Linked DNA regions of Macaca mulatta: region 1 is linked to region 2. Evidence: chromatin contacts called from public Hi-C data. All regions are on one chromosome and are shown on one strand. Each heading gives the region's core, a stretch centred on a gene start, on an enhancer-like site or on the middle of the called end of the contact. The rest is flanking DNA. Distances are from core to core; before and after follow the strand shown.

Region 1 (6,015 bases), core at 2,737-5,236, 140 kb before region 2:
GACCCAGCTGACTTCAGAGCTGGACAAAGGTTGCTGGGGTTAGGATGGCGGACAGGATAATATCATGCCCTTGGGTCCAGAGCCTCTCAAGTGTGACATTCCAACCTAGTGCACTTCCTGAGACCCACTCGAAGGAATCATGGTTTTGGTTTGAACCAGCCATTGGAAAAATAAGAAAAATCTATTTATGACCTGCAGCACAGGAAATAACACATCATCAGCTTGGGCCACTCTGATCTCAGCTTGGTCCTACAACTCCTTGCTATCGAATTGTTCCCTATGGTGACAGCCCCACTCCCTGAGGATGCTGGGCATAGGGCTGGCCCAGCAGGGAGGGAGGGCCCTCAGAAGGAACCTAGGAAAGAAGAACGGGGCGGGATGCAACAGATGGCAGGAAAGCAGAGCTACAGGCCCCACTGCACCCACCCAGCCAGGTATGCCTTACCTCCCAGCTGCCGAGGCACAATGTCTACCACCACTGAGGTAACCTTGGTATACCAGTCATACTGCAAGAGAACACAATGGTCAGGCCCAGTAGGGGACAGGCAGTTCCCTTCGGGCACAGTGCCCCGTGCCTATCCCCTTTTGCCTCAGGTAGCCCCAGGGGAGGAGGGAACTGGAATAAGCCTGATATATCTCTTTTCTGGTGACCTGGACCAGATGCCCAAGGGGCCTCAGATAGGCATGTCCCTCTGACTTTTTTTTTTTTTTTTTTTTTTTTTTTTTTTTGAGACGGAGTCTCGCTCTGTCACCCAGGCTGGAGTGCAGTGGCCGGATCTCAACTCACTGCAAGCTCCGCCTCCCGGGTTCACGCCATTCTCCTGCCTCAGCCTCCCGAGTAGCTGGGACTACAGGCGCCTGCCACCTCGCCCGGCTAAGTTTTTGTATTTTTAGTAGAGACGGGGTTTCACTGTGTTACCCAGGATGGTCTCGATCTCCTGACCTCGTGATCCGCCCGTCTCGGCCTCCCAAAGTGCTGGGATTACAGGCTTGAGCCACCGCGCCCGGCCGTCCCTCTGACTTTTACTAGGGGCTCAGAGCTCTTCCTGGGGAGGGTCTGGGATTGTGTAACTCCCCACTATATCCCAGCCCCTTGCAGAGCCTGGTTACATGCAGTTGAGAGCCAAGGGGAGGAGCATTCTTGCAGTGCAAAGCTCTCCATGGCAGCACTCTCAACCTCTAGGCCCTGCCTTGAGAGGACAGGCAGAACTCACACTGCTGCTGCACTGAGGACAGAAGGGCACCTACTGAGGGCCCATGGGGAGATGATGCTGGCCCTTCAGCTCTCATCCACCATACCATCTTCTTGCTGACCATCCTCCCATCCCCGCCACCTCCAGCTCACCAGGCACAGCTGGCTGCACTGATGATGGGGGATCAGAGATGGGTACTGCAGGTAGACAATGCGACATTGGTCTGGGCTCAGCCGGGGAGAAGAGACAGCCAGGGAATCATCTGAGAGGAGCTCTGGGCCAGATGGAAACAAGAGCATCACGCAGGCTGGCAGGGCCAACATGTGTCAGCAAAGCACAGGTGGGCATCAGCCACTTACCACACTTCCCCCCGATGAGGTCCACATAGTACAGGGCTGACCTGGAACCGCGAGACAGACATTCAGTCTCAAGGCCAGCTGGGCTGCAAGGTCCCTTGCCTTGCCCCACTCCCTCACCTGCGATTGGTGCAAAAGCGGATGCCCAACCGGAAGGGCTCATGCCACCAGCCCACAAACACCACACCAGCATCTCCAGGGGCCCAGAATGCCTGCAAACAAGATCACAGGGCAGAAGTGAACAAGGGATGGTAGCTGAAGAAGGGCCCCAGACTCCAGGAGGGACATAGGCTGTTGCTGCTGACCTGTCCAGGGGACACATTCTCAGGGACCCCCTCAAGCACAGAGATGTTGCCACTCTCGACATCCAGCACGCAGAGCACAGGGATGCTTTTGGAAACCATGTTTTCTCCCCAGTCTTCGTAAAACACAAACTGATCCCCCTGAGAACACAAGATACTCAATGCCCAGCCTGTCTATAGGACCTGCTCTGCTTCCTAGAAGCTAGTGCCTCCCCAGGTCTGACAAGCACAGTATGGGAAGGGAGCACACTGAGCCCCAGGGCTGCCCTGCTGGGCCTTCGTGGATTGACCACGAGCACCTTGATGGGTTGGTCTGGCTTCTTCAGCCTGGCTATCTCATCATCGCTGGCACTGACGTCCAAGGCTTTGGTCTGAAAGAAGGACTCGGCCTTGGGGCGCTTCCTCTCTGCCACATACAACAAGTGTGTCTCCGAGTGCGACCAGGACAGGCAGCCAAAACAGTCTGGGTGCAGGGAGGGCCAATCAGGGGGGGGCCCAGGGCTACGGCTACCCCTCCTGTCCACCCTGCCTGCTCACCAGCCAGATGCCTCACCATCCTCATAAACAGGCCCATGTTTCTCCAGCACTGATAGGTTGAAACTCTTGAGCTTCCGGTTCTTCTCCCAGACCTGAGGACATCTGGGCATTAGGCTGTTTGCCCGCTAACAGAGCCTTATCTGTGGGGCAGAGCCTCTCTCTAGTCACCCACTACCTGGTCCCATGTAGACTCACCTCCAGGAACTGCTTCTCTTCCCCAGGGCCCGTGCCTCCAGCCTTGCGCAGCACAGCTTTCATGCTGCCTGAAGGAGACTCTCTGCTCAGCAGTCTGTGGACATGGGGTAGCACAGGTCAGGAGTATCTTGCAATAACCCCTTCCTGCTCCCTTACTGGGCACCACCTCTTAGGAGAGATTCTTGAGGCTCTGGCCCCACACCAGCTTCTGGAGTACCTTGCCTTTCCTCCCTGAGGCAGAGACTCTACTCTCCCCAGCTCCCCCAGGCCACCACAGGCTCTAGTCCAGGTGAGTTTGGAGCAAGCCTCCGTTGCTTATCAGGCCATGTCACCAGAAACTGAATGAGCTCCCAAGGGGGCAAGAATCTGGCTCCTGGTCTCCCTTCTAGGCACATGGTGGGCATTCACAAAAGACTTGCATTGCAGACGCTGTGGCCTTGCTCACAAGATTCCTTCCTCAAACTTACTCCCCCCGGGTCTCCACACTGTTGCCTGCAGGTCCGGCAAACACCACTGAGTCCCCGTCATGGAACACCAGGTATTGGCGGCAGAATCGAATGTTCTCCATGCGTTCCAGGTCCCTCTGGGTCCACTCTGTGAGGGGAGGCATGAGGCTGCTCACCTTGTCTTGGCTACTCCTGGCTACTGCCCCCCAGCCCACCTGACCCAGGAAGGCCTAGATCTTCCTCAGTCTCTCAATCTGTCTCCAGACACTGACACCCTGGCTGCGGGCTGGACAACACTTGTCCACAACCCTAGTCCAGGCCTCCAGAGCCTGAGCTGACAGCCTCTTTGAGAGAACCCCCTAGTAACCCCAGCACCCACCCTGGAATCTTGAGGGCAGCCTGGCATGTGTATGGGATGGAGTGTTGGCGGAGCACCCTACAAAGTCCACGCCCTGAACCCAGGTTTGAATTCTACCCCTACACCATCATCTCGTGCACTCATGGGCACCATCCGATAACGCCCCGCACGCCCCCGCCTCCCCACACACCTGTGTGCAGGGACCTGTGGGAGTGTATCCTCCAAGTACAGGCCGGCTCCCCATACACCCTTACACACTGTCAAGCAGCGAGCCCTCCACACCCGCTTCCTTCCCACCCCAGTGCGCGACCCCGTCGCCAGCCAGTTCCCCTTCGCACACACACCAGTGTGCACCGTCCGGTACTGGCCGCCGTACTGTGTGGTGACCTCCGGGCCCAGGCAGGCGGCGCTCAGCGCGGGCTGGCGGCTAAGGCCCCGATACAGAGCCGCCGCCTCCTCGGGCTCGCTCAGCAGCACCTGCGCAGGGGACACACCAGGGTCAGGCCCGGTCCGGGCTGCAGGGACCACGGGGACCGCGGGCCGAGCCCTCACCTGACGTTCCATAGTCTCCTCTCTGCCGCCTGGGCGAGGCGGGGCGGGGGGGTGCTCGCGCCCGGAAGTGAGGCTTCCGGGGGCGGAGCCTGGGACCGCCCGGGCTGTCTCCGCCCCTGCCCTGCGGCAATCTGGGAGGGGGGGCTTTCGGCGAATAGGCGAGAACCGTTGGCAAGGGGCGGGCCTTGACGGTGAGAGGACCCGGCCTGGCAGCGAGAAGTCCCGGGTGGAGAGAGCAGGGGCGTCGAGAGGAGGAGCTGGCCTTCCAGGGGCGGACTAGTCAAGTGGGGGGCGGGGCCGTGGGGCGAGGCGTTGGATCTCGGAGGAGAGAGGGCGGGCCTGTGGAAGCGGAACCCGGGAGCCGGGCTTCGGGGGGGGTAGAAGGGCCTACGAGAGAAGCGGGTGAGACAGGACTGCGAGGCGGAAGCAGCGCGGTCGGACGGGCATGGCCCGAGCACCTGAAGGGCGAGGCCCGAGGGGAATGGGACCAATGAGTCTCTGAGGATGAAGGGCGAGGCGGGCGGGTCCAGAGTGGAGCCCCGCGAGGAATGAGGAGCCGGGAGCCCGTGAGGGTGAGGGCGGGGAGGGGGGAGCCGGCCGCATCGTGGATCTCCCGCGGCTCTGGGGCTGACTGTAGGGTTCCTTCGGGTCCACTACGAGCCGACATTCACTAGACAGTGCCAGGCCCTGCCCTGGAGGGACTCCCAGGCAGACGAAGAAGAGAAAGGCCAGAGTCCGGGCGGAGGGCGCAAAGCAAAGCCCTGGGGTGCGGGGCAGAGGGGCGAGTGCCAACTCTCAGGGTGCTGCCTGGGCTTATCAGTCACCAGGCCTGCCGCAAGAGCTATCTATCCCCGCAGCCTTTACCCACCCTTCTCAGTGGCTCCTTGTTGGGGACTGTGAGCCGGTGGGTTCCTTCCCCTCCTCCCTAGGCCTCAACCTGAGCTCTTGGGTGTGGGGACCCTGGTGGGCTCAGACTCCACCAAGGTCCAGGGAGCTTCCTGTGGAAAGAACCTAGGCAGGCAGGCTTCCTGTGCACGTGACACAGGATTGGCTGGGCTAAGGTGCCAGCAGAGATCAGGAGAGGCTGGACAGTAAGGATGTCCCCTCCATATACCTGAGTCTGGCTGGTCTTCCACATCAGGGCCCTGGCTCCCTGCTCCATGGTGTGCTTGTGATTGAGAGTCCACCTGTCTGGCCTGCAGCTTCCCCTTTCCCATCAGCCGCATCATTACTTACTCAAGATTACTAGTTAAGTTAAAAAAAAGAGTCCTGGCCGGCCGGGCGCACTGGCTCACGCCTGTAATCCCAGCACTTTGGGAGGCCAAGGCGGGCGGATCACGAGGTCAGGAGATAGAAATCATCCTGGCTAACATGGTGAAACCCCGTCTCTACTAAAAATACAAAAAATTAGCTGGGTGTGGTGGCAGGCGCCTGTAGTCCCAGCTACTCGGGAGGCTGAGGCAGGAGAATGGCGGGAACCTAGGAGGCGGAGCTTGCAGTGAGCCGAGAATCGTGCCACTGCACTCCAGCCTGGGTGACAGAGTGAGACTCTGTCTCAAAAAAAAAAAAAAAAAAAAGTTCCGGCCGGGCGCGGTGGCTCACGCCTATAATTCCAGCACTTTGGAGGGCCGAGGCGGGTGGATCACCTGAGGCCAGGAGTTCAAGACCAGCCTGGCCAACACGGTGAAATCCTGTCTCTACTAAAAATACAAAAATTAGTGGAGTGTGGTGGCATGCGCCTGTGATCCCAGCTACTTGGGAGGCTGAGGCAGGAGAATCTCTTGAACCTGGGAGGTGGAGGTTGCAATGAGCCGAGATCGTGCCATTGCACTCTAGCCTGGGCAACAAGAGTGAAACTCTGTCTCAAGGAAAAAAAAAAAGAGTACCAACTTTCTGACGCCACTGCATTTGTGAGTATGTACAGGACTGTATCAAGGCCAGAAACAGGAGTAGAACGAGTGGCCCCAGCCACCAGTTTGGGTGGAAAGATTGGAAACTAGGCTGTTCATCAAGCATTGTTTATGATAGGAACACTGGGAACATAGCACCTGTTCCTAAGGTTGTGTGTGGTAGACT
Region 2 (6,187 bases), core at 3,437-5,936:
AATAATTCCTCCGATCCGAACTGAGACTCTAGGATAATTGCCACCAAAGGGGTAGTGGAGCTACTAACCAGGGCCCCAGCAACCGGCTCTCCATGCTGCCCATGCCCTAGGCTGTCCTTGGGAGGGCCCCTCCTGCAGGAGCTCCCGAACTCCAGCTGATGGGAGCTTCCCCACAGGGAAATGGTACCCAGCATTTCTCCATAGGTGCTTCAAATAATTCTTTGCTGCTCTACAACAGAAACAAAATTTCATGATCAGAATTAAACCTGGCCGGGCACGGTAGCTCACGCCTGTAATCCCAGCACTTTGGGAGGCCGAGGTGAGTGGATCACCTGAGGTCAGGACTTCAAGACCAGCCTGGCCAACATGGTGAAACCCCGTCTCTACTAAAAATACAAAACATTAGCCAGGCGTGGTGGCGGGCGCCTGTAGTCCCAGCTACTCAGGAGGCTGAGGCAGGAGAATGGCGTGAACCCAGGAGGCGGAGCTTGCAGTGAGCCGAGATTGCGCCACGGCACTCCAGCCTGGGCGACAGAGTGAGACTCCGCCTAAAAATATATATATATATATAAATTAGGCGGCTGTGGTGGCGGATGCCTGTAATCCCAGCTACTCCTGAGGTTGAGGCAGGAGAATCGCTTGAACCCGGGAAGTGGAGGTTGCAGTGAGCCCAGATGGCGTCACTGCACTCCAGCCTGGCCGACAGAGCAAGACACTGTCTCAAAATAATAATAATAATAATAATAATACCTAAAGTGTTTGGGTCACACTTAGAACTGAACACGCCTCACACTAGCCACAAGACCCGGACCAACTAACTCCCTTGCCCTCTCTGGGCCTCAGTCCCTTTGCCTCAAGGTAGTTGTCAAGAAAGTGAGCAAAACAGGGAAAGAGTCACCAATGGATTTGGATTTTTAAGATATTGAAATCCCAGGCCAGGCGCGGTGGCTCACGCCTGTCATCCTAGCACTCTGGGACACCGAGGCGGGTGGATCACAAGGTCAGGAGATCGAGGCCATCCTGGCTAAAATGGTGAAACCCCGTCTCTATTAAAAATACAAAAAAATTAGCCAGGTGTGGTGGCGGGCACCTGTAGTCCCAGCTAGTCGCGAGGCTGAGGCAGGAGAATGGCGTGAACCCGGGAGGCAGAGCTTGCAGTGAGTCAAAACTGCACCACTGCACCAGCCTGGGCAACAGAGCAAGCAAGACTCCGTCTCAAAATAATAATAATAGTACAAAAAATGAGCCAGGCGTGGTGGCACGCACCTGTAGTCCCAGCTACTTGGGAGGCTGAGGCAGGTGAATCCCTTGAACCTGGGTGGCGGAGGTTGCAGTGAGCCAAGATGGTGCCACTGAACTCCAGCCTGGGCAACAGAACAAGACTCCGTCTCAAAAAAAAAAAAAAAAAAAAAAAGGAAATCCCAGCGCTTTGGGAGGCCGAGGTGGAATGATGACTTACTTGAAGTCAGGAGTTTCAAACCAGCCTAGCCAAGATGGCAAAACCCCATTTCTACAAAAAACAATACAAAAATTAGCCGGGTGTGGTAGCACATGCCTGTAGTCCTAGCAACTTGGGAGGCTGAGACATGAGAATTGCTTTAACCTGGGAGGCAGAGGTTGCAGTGAGCCAAGATCACGCCACTGCACTCTAGCCTGGGCCACAGAGCGAGACTGTCTCAAAAAAAAAAAAAAAAAAAAAAAATGAAAGAAAAGAAAAGAAGGAAAGGAAAGGAAAGGAATGGGAGGGGAGGGGAGGGAAATAGGCCTGATGCGGTGGCTCATGCCTATAATCCTAGCACTTTGGGAGGCCGAGGCGGGTGGATTGCCTGAGTTCAGGAGTTCGAGACCAGCCTGGGCCACATGGTGAAACCCCATCTCTACTAAAATACAAAAAACTAGCCAGGCATGGCAGCTTGCACCTGTAGTCCCAGCTACTCAGGAGGCTGAGGCAGGAGAATTGCTAGAACCCAGGAGGCTGAGGTTGCAGTGAACTGAGATCATGCCACTGCACTCCAGCCTGGGCGACAGAGCAAGACTCAGTCTCTTAAAAAAACAAAAAACAGGGCCGGGCGCGGTGGCTCAAGCCTGTAATCCCAGCACTTTGGGAGGCCGAGGCGGGCGGATCACAAGGTCAGGAGATCGAGACCACAGTGAAACCCCGTCTCTACTAAAAATACAAAAAATTAGCCGGGCGCGGTGGCGGGCGCCTGTAGTCCCAGCTACTCAGGAGGCTGAGGCAGGAGAATGGCGGGAACCTGGGAGGCGGAGCTTGCAGTGAGCCGAGATCGCGCCACTGCACTCCAGCCTGGGCAACAGCGTGAGACTCCGTCTCAAAAAAAAAAAAAAAAAAAAAAAAAAAAAAAAAACAAAAAAAAAAAAGAAAAGAAAAGAAATAGAGAAATGAACCTTACTCTCGAAAGACTGATGCTTGAATTGGGCCTTCTATGCTTTAGGGGAGCTAGGAAAGGGCCTCTCCTAGGAGCTTGTTCAACCTGTTGGCAACAAGGGGAGGCAAGGCTGTGGGCTGCAATGAGGTAAGTAGTGTGGAGCCTCCAGTCCCCCCAAGACTGGTGGTATTCTTTTTTTCTTTTTTTTTTTTTTTTAGACAGAGTCTCGCTCTTGTCACCCAGGCTAGAGTGCAGTGCAATGGCGCCATCTCAGCTCACTGCAAGCTCCGCCTCCATGGTTCATGCCATTCTCCTGCCTCAGCCTCCCGAGTAGCCCGGACTACAGGCGCCTGCCACCATGCCCAGCTAAATTTTTTGTATTTTTTAGTAGAAACGGGGTTTCACCATGTTGGCCAGAATGGTCTCATCTCCTGACCTCATGATCCGCCCGCCTTGGCCTCCCAAAGTGCTGGGATTACAGCTGTGAGCTACGGTTCCCGGTCCCAAACTGGTGGTATTCTAGAGGCCAGGTTGGCCTAAACACATCACAAGATTTTCCAGCTAACAGCCCTGATCCCAAGACTAGCTCAAAGATCTAGGCCCAAGGCAGTGCCTTTACGCCAAGAGAAAATGCAGATTCCTCTAGAATTTTCCAAGACCAGCACTGTCTCCAAGCCAGGCCAGAGTCATTCCAGGTCAGAGGAATGTGGGAAGGTAGATTCCTGCAGGTCTGATGTTCCTTCTTTCCTGCCCTCCTGTCTACGACCCTCTAACCCCAGCTTAAAAGACCTGAGCAGTCCTCATCCAAATCAAGGAACAGGGATCTGGCAGGAGTGCCAGGGGTCAAGGGTCTGCTGGGCTAAAGAGGGTATATTCCCCCATCCCCCAAAGGAGGCAAGGCAGGGCAAGGCCAGAGGTCCTTCTGGCCTTAATGTTCTCTGCCAAGATCAAGTATTCCCTTACTTGAGTTCAGAACAGTGAGTCCACTCATTACCCAGTGGCTTCAGGTTAGATGTTAAGCAAAACCTCCTGAGGTCAAGAGAGTAAGGATGGGGTAATTTCCTGGGCCCCTGCTGCTAGGCCTAGGGAGTGAAGTGTGTGCTGGGGACAGCCTTTCCCAGCGCTTAGCGTGGTGCACATTCAGGTCTTAACTCCAAGTAGTTGTTGGACCTTCAACAACCCCCGACCCTGGGACTCAGCTCTTATCTGCCTCTCTGGGTCTTGAAAGCTTTGAGCAGAGGAGCAGGGGGCATGGTAAGGAGCCAGTGATGGCAGAGTTGAGCCCAGAAGAGGCACCAGTTGTTCTGTGACCAATCACTCGATTCTGCCCCTTTGCTCCTTGAAATACAGCTGCTGCATCTCCTGCCGCCCACACTCCGGGCAGTGTCCTAGGACAACCCATCTGCCCCTTCCTGGGCACTGAGTCATGATCAGCCTACCCAGCTGGCCTGTCCATCGCAAGCCAGACACTGAAGGTCACCCCCCAACCCCCAGAACCTACAGGTCAACCAAGGCAGAGCAGCCTGGCCAGAAACTATTGTTCCCACCCCGAGGCCAACACAAACCTGCCTTGAGACTACCTGGGAGACTAGCCATTCCCAAGCCCACAAGACAATGTGGGCAGGAGCTGGGGTAGAGCTGCAGCCAGAGGCATCCCTAGGTCCCCATCTTCAGAGACCTGGCCTGAAGGACCCCTACCCAGGAGGTACAGGGGCTGACCCACTCTGGGGCAGAAAACCTGTGACATCTTTCCCACCATCCTCCTTCCCAGCCAGTCTCACTGGGTTATCTGCTATTCCCCACCCCTTACAGATGGGGGACTGAGGATGAAGACTTGTTTTAGCTGGCTCACAGGCAGAAGAGGGGCAAAGGGGGCATTACATGTCGGCAGAGTTTCTGGAGTGCACACCCAGCCCTCCCAGCACATAAATGGTAAGGCTTACGTGGAGGCCACTGGGCCAACCCCAAGTGGACCTGGCTGAGTCTCCTCTTCCCCCTGTCACATGAGCCCCCAACCCCTCATGTCCAGGAACCTCTCCAGATGCCAGGGAAACAGATGCCCAGAGGCAACAGCGTTGTAATAAAGACACTGCTTTTATTTAGTTTGATATGTTTCTTTACAGAATGCAGAAAACACATCTTAAAATCATATAGAAGGAAATAAAAACACATCAGTGGTTGGTGAACACTTGAATGTGAGATTGGCTCTCCATCTCACAGAGTCCAGCGGCCATCAGCAGCCCAGCACTCAGGGGAGCAGGCTGCCTGCAAAGGCATTGTTGCTGTTGTTATTCTGTTCACTGCCCCATCGCCTCCAGTTGCTATGGCAACTGGCCATTCTGGGCCAGCCACGTCTCTTGCATGGCAGTGCCCAATGGTGGAGTTGCTAGGGGCAACGGAGCTGTTTGGAAGGCCTTTCAAAGCCCTCACCTGGAACATTGGGAATTGTTTATTTTTTGATGAGGTCATCAGAAATAATCTCACCAGGTCAGATCCCACTTGTGCTCCTGTCTCTGGGGGCACCAAGGAAACTCTGACTTGGAGGCATGAGCCCAGTCACCAGTGGTCCACTGAGCCTGCATTTACAGGCTCCCCCACAGGAGCACTGCTCAATCCAGAGTACCCCTGGGGACTGGGGCAGGGGAGAGGGGCTGGGCCCTGTGGGAGAAGGCGCAAGGGGAAATGCCCTCTGGAGAACAGTAGGACGGAGACCCCTCCCCTCCTCTCAGCCCTCCCCTCCTGAGGCAGCACACACCAATCCTCTGCAGAACAGTCGATATGGCTTAGAAGTAGCTGCTCCGTGTGCAAAGGGAGCCTGGGTCCACCCACCCACCCTCAATCAGGGAAGGGATACATTATTGCAAAAGGCATTCCTCCCTAAAAGGTACCCAAAATAACTCTCAGACATCAAGAAAAGTCATGCTCAAAATGGTTTCTTCCACAGGAGAATCAAAGCAGAGTGGGCGCCCCTGAGTCATGGGACAGAGATGCAGATGGACGGACGGATGTTCTGCTAAAAAAGGCAAAAGAACCCCAGTGTAATTCCAGAATTTAAACATTAGGAAAAGTAGGGGGAAAAAATCAAAATAAGCAAAGCCGTCAGTTCCATGGAATCAACACTAAGAGCTCGTACAAACTGCTGTAAGCATCACCATTTTTAATCTTTTTAATAAAACAATTTGAGGCTGTATAAAAACTTTAGTAAAAAATTAGCTTTGAGAGCTCACAGATTTTTTATTATGAACTATTGCTGGCACTCCTCCCCAGCCACCAGACCTTTTCCAGTAGTTCAGGCCCAAGGCCTGGGACTGGAGTGCCAGAGAAAAGGGATGGGGTGGGTCCAGGTAGGGTTGTGGACTGTTAGGACAAAGCGGCCAAGGTCAAGTGAGGAAAGAGCATCACATGACATAAAAATATTGCATCTTCACCAAAATGTCCCCCACTGAGTGTTTCAAAAAACCGTGGTATTCCTTTTAGGAGGAAAAAAAAAACCAACAACGCACGCACAGAAGGGTAAAACAAAATAGGTTGATGTGGTCGAGACCTTCGACCTCCCGGGTGACCCCACAAGCAGCTGGCCCATCCTGGAGCACCAAAGTTGGGGGCCACAGCCACCGCTGCCTCTTGGAGTCCCTTTTTCATGGAAATGAAGACCCCTTGGTGGTGGGCCACTAGTGTACGTGGGCTGGAAGTGGGGATGTCCATGGCCCAAGAGACCCCTCCAGCTTCCAGCCCCTGGCAACAGCGGGAGAGCAAACCCAGCACCAAGGACCTGGCATGAGCCAGGGCCGGGAGGCCCC

The links. Hi-C and Micro-C count contacts between places; a contact is called where the count stands out from the background.
Region 1: a contact with region 2 is called in a Hi-C map of cortical neurons, with 6 times the contacts expected there. The contact joins the promoter of APEH here to the enhancer-like site in region 2. A contact is called at or near these places in 8 of 14 Hi-C or Micro-C datasets (CD4 T cells, blood, cortical neurons and 4 more).

Annotation. Positions count from the first base shown.
Region 1 is chr2:113,135,474-113,141,488 of T2T-MMU8v2.0, reverse strand. It overlaps APEH (acylaminoacyl-peptide hydrolase), which reads right to left and starts at 3,986. Exons shown (of 22, transcript NM_001261735.1): 1 at 3,940-3,986; 2 at 3,732-3,864; 3 at 3,051-3,177; 4 at 2,584-2,677; 5 at 2,405-2,480; 6 at 2,151-2,314; 7 at 1,855-1,992; 8 at 1,670-1,761; 9 at 1,553-1,593; 10 at 1,346-1,467; 11 at 446-506. The coding sequence starts at 3,951.
Region 2 is chr2:112,997,925-113,004,111 of T2T-MMU8v2.0, reverse strand. It overlaps DAG1 (dystroglycan 1), which reads right to left. Exons shown (of 3, transcript NM_001261351.1): 3 at 4,526-6,187. Among named protein-coding and RNA genes, the nearest start is that of BSN, 19 kb to the left of the region's middle. Within about 2 kb of position 4,686, at least 16 of the 40 cell types and tissues checked have an H3K27ac peak or open chromatin away from gene starts, as enhancers often do. A contact at or near this core is called in cortical neurons, fetal cortex germinal zone and fetal cortical plate, where this site is marked.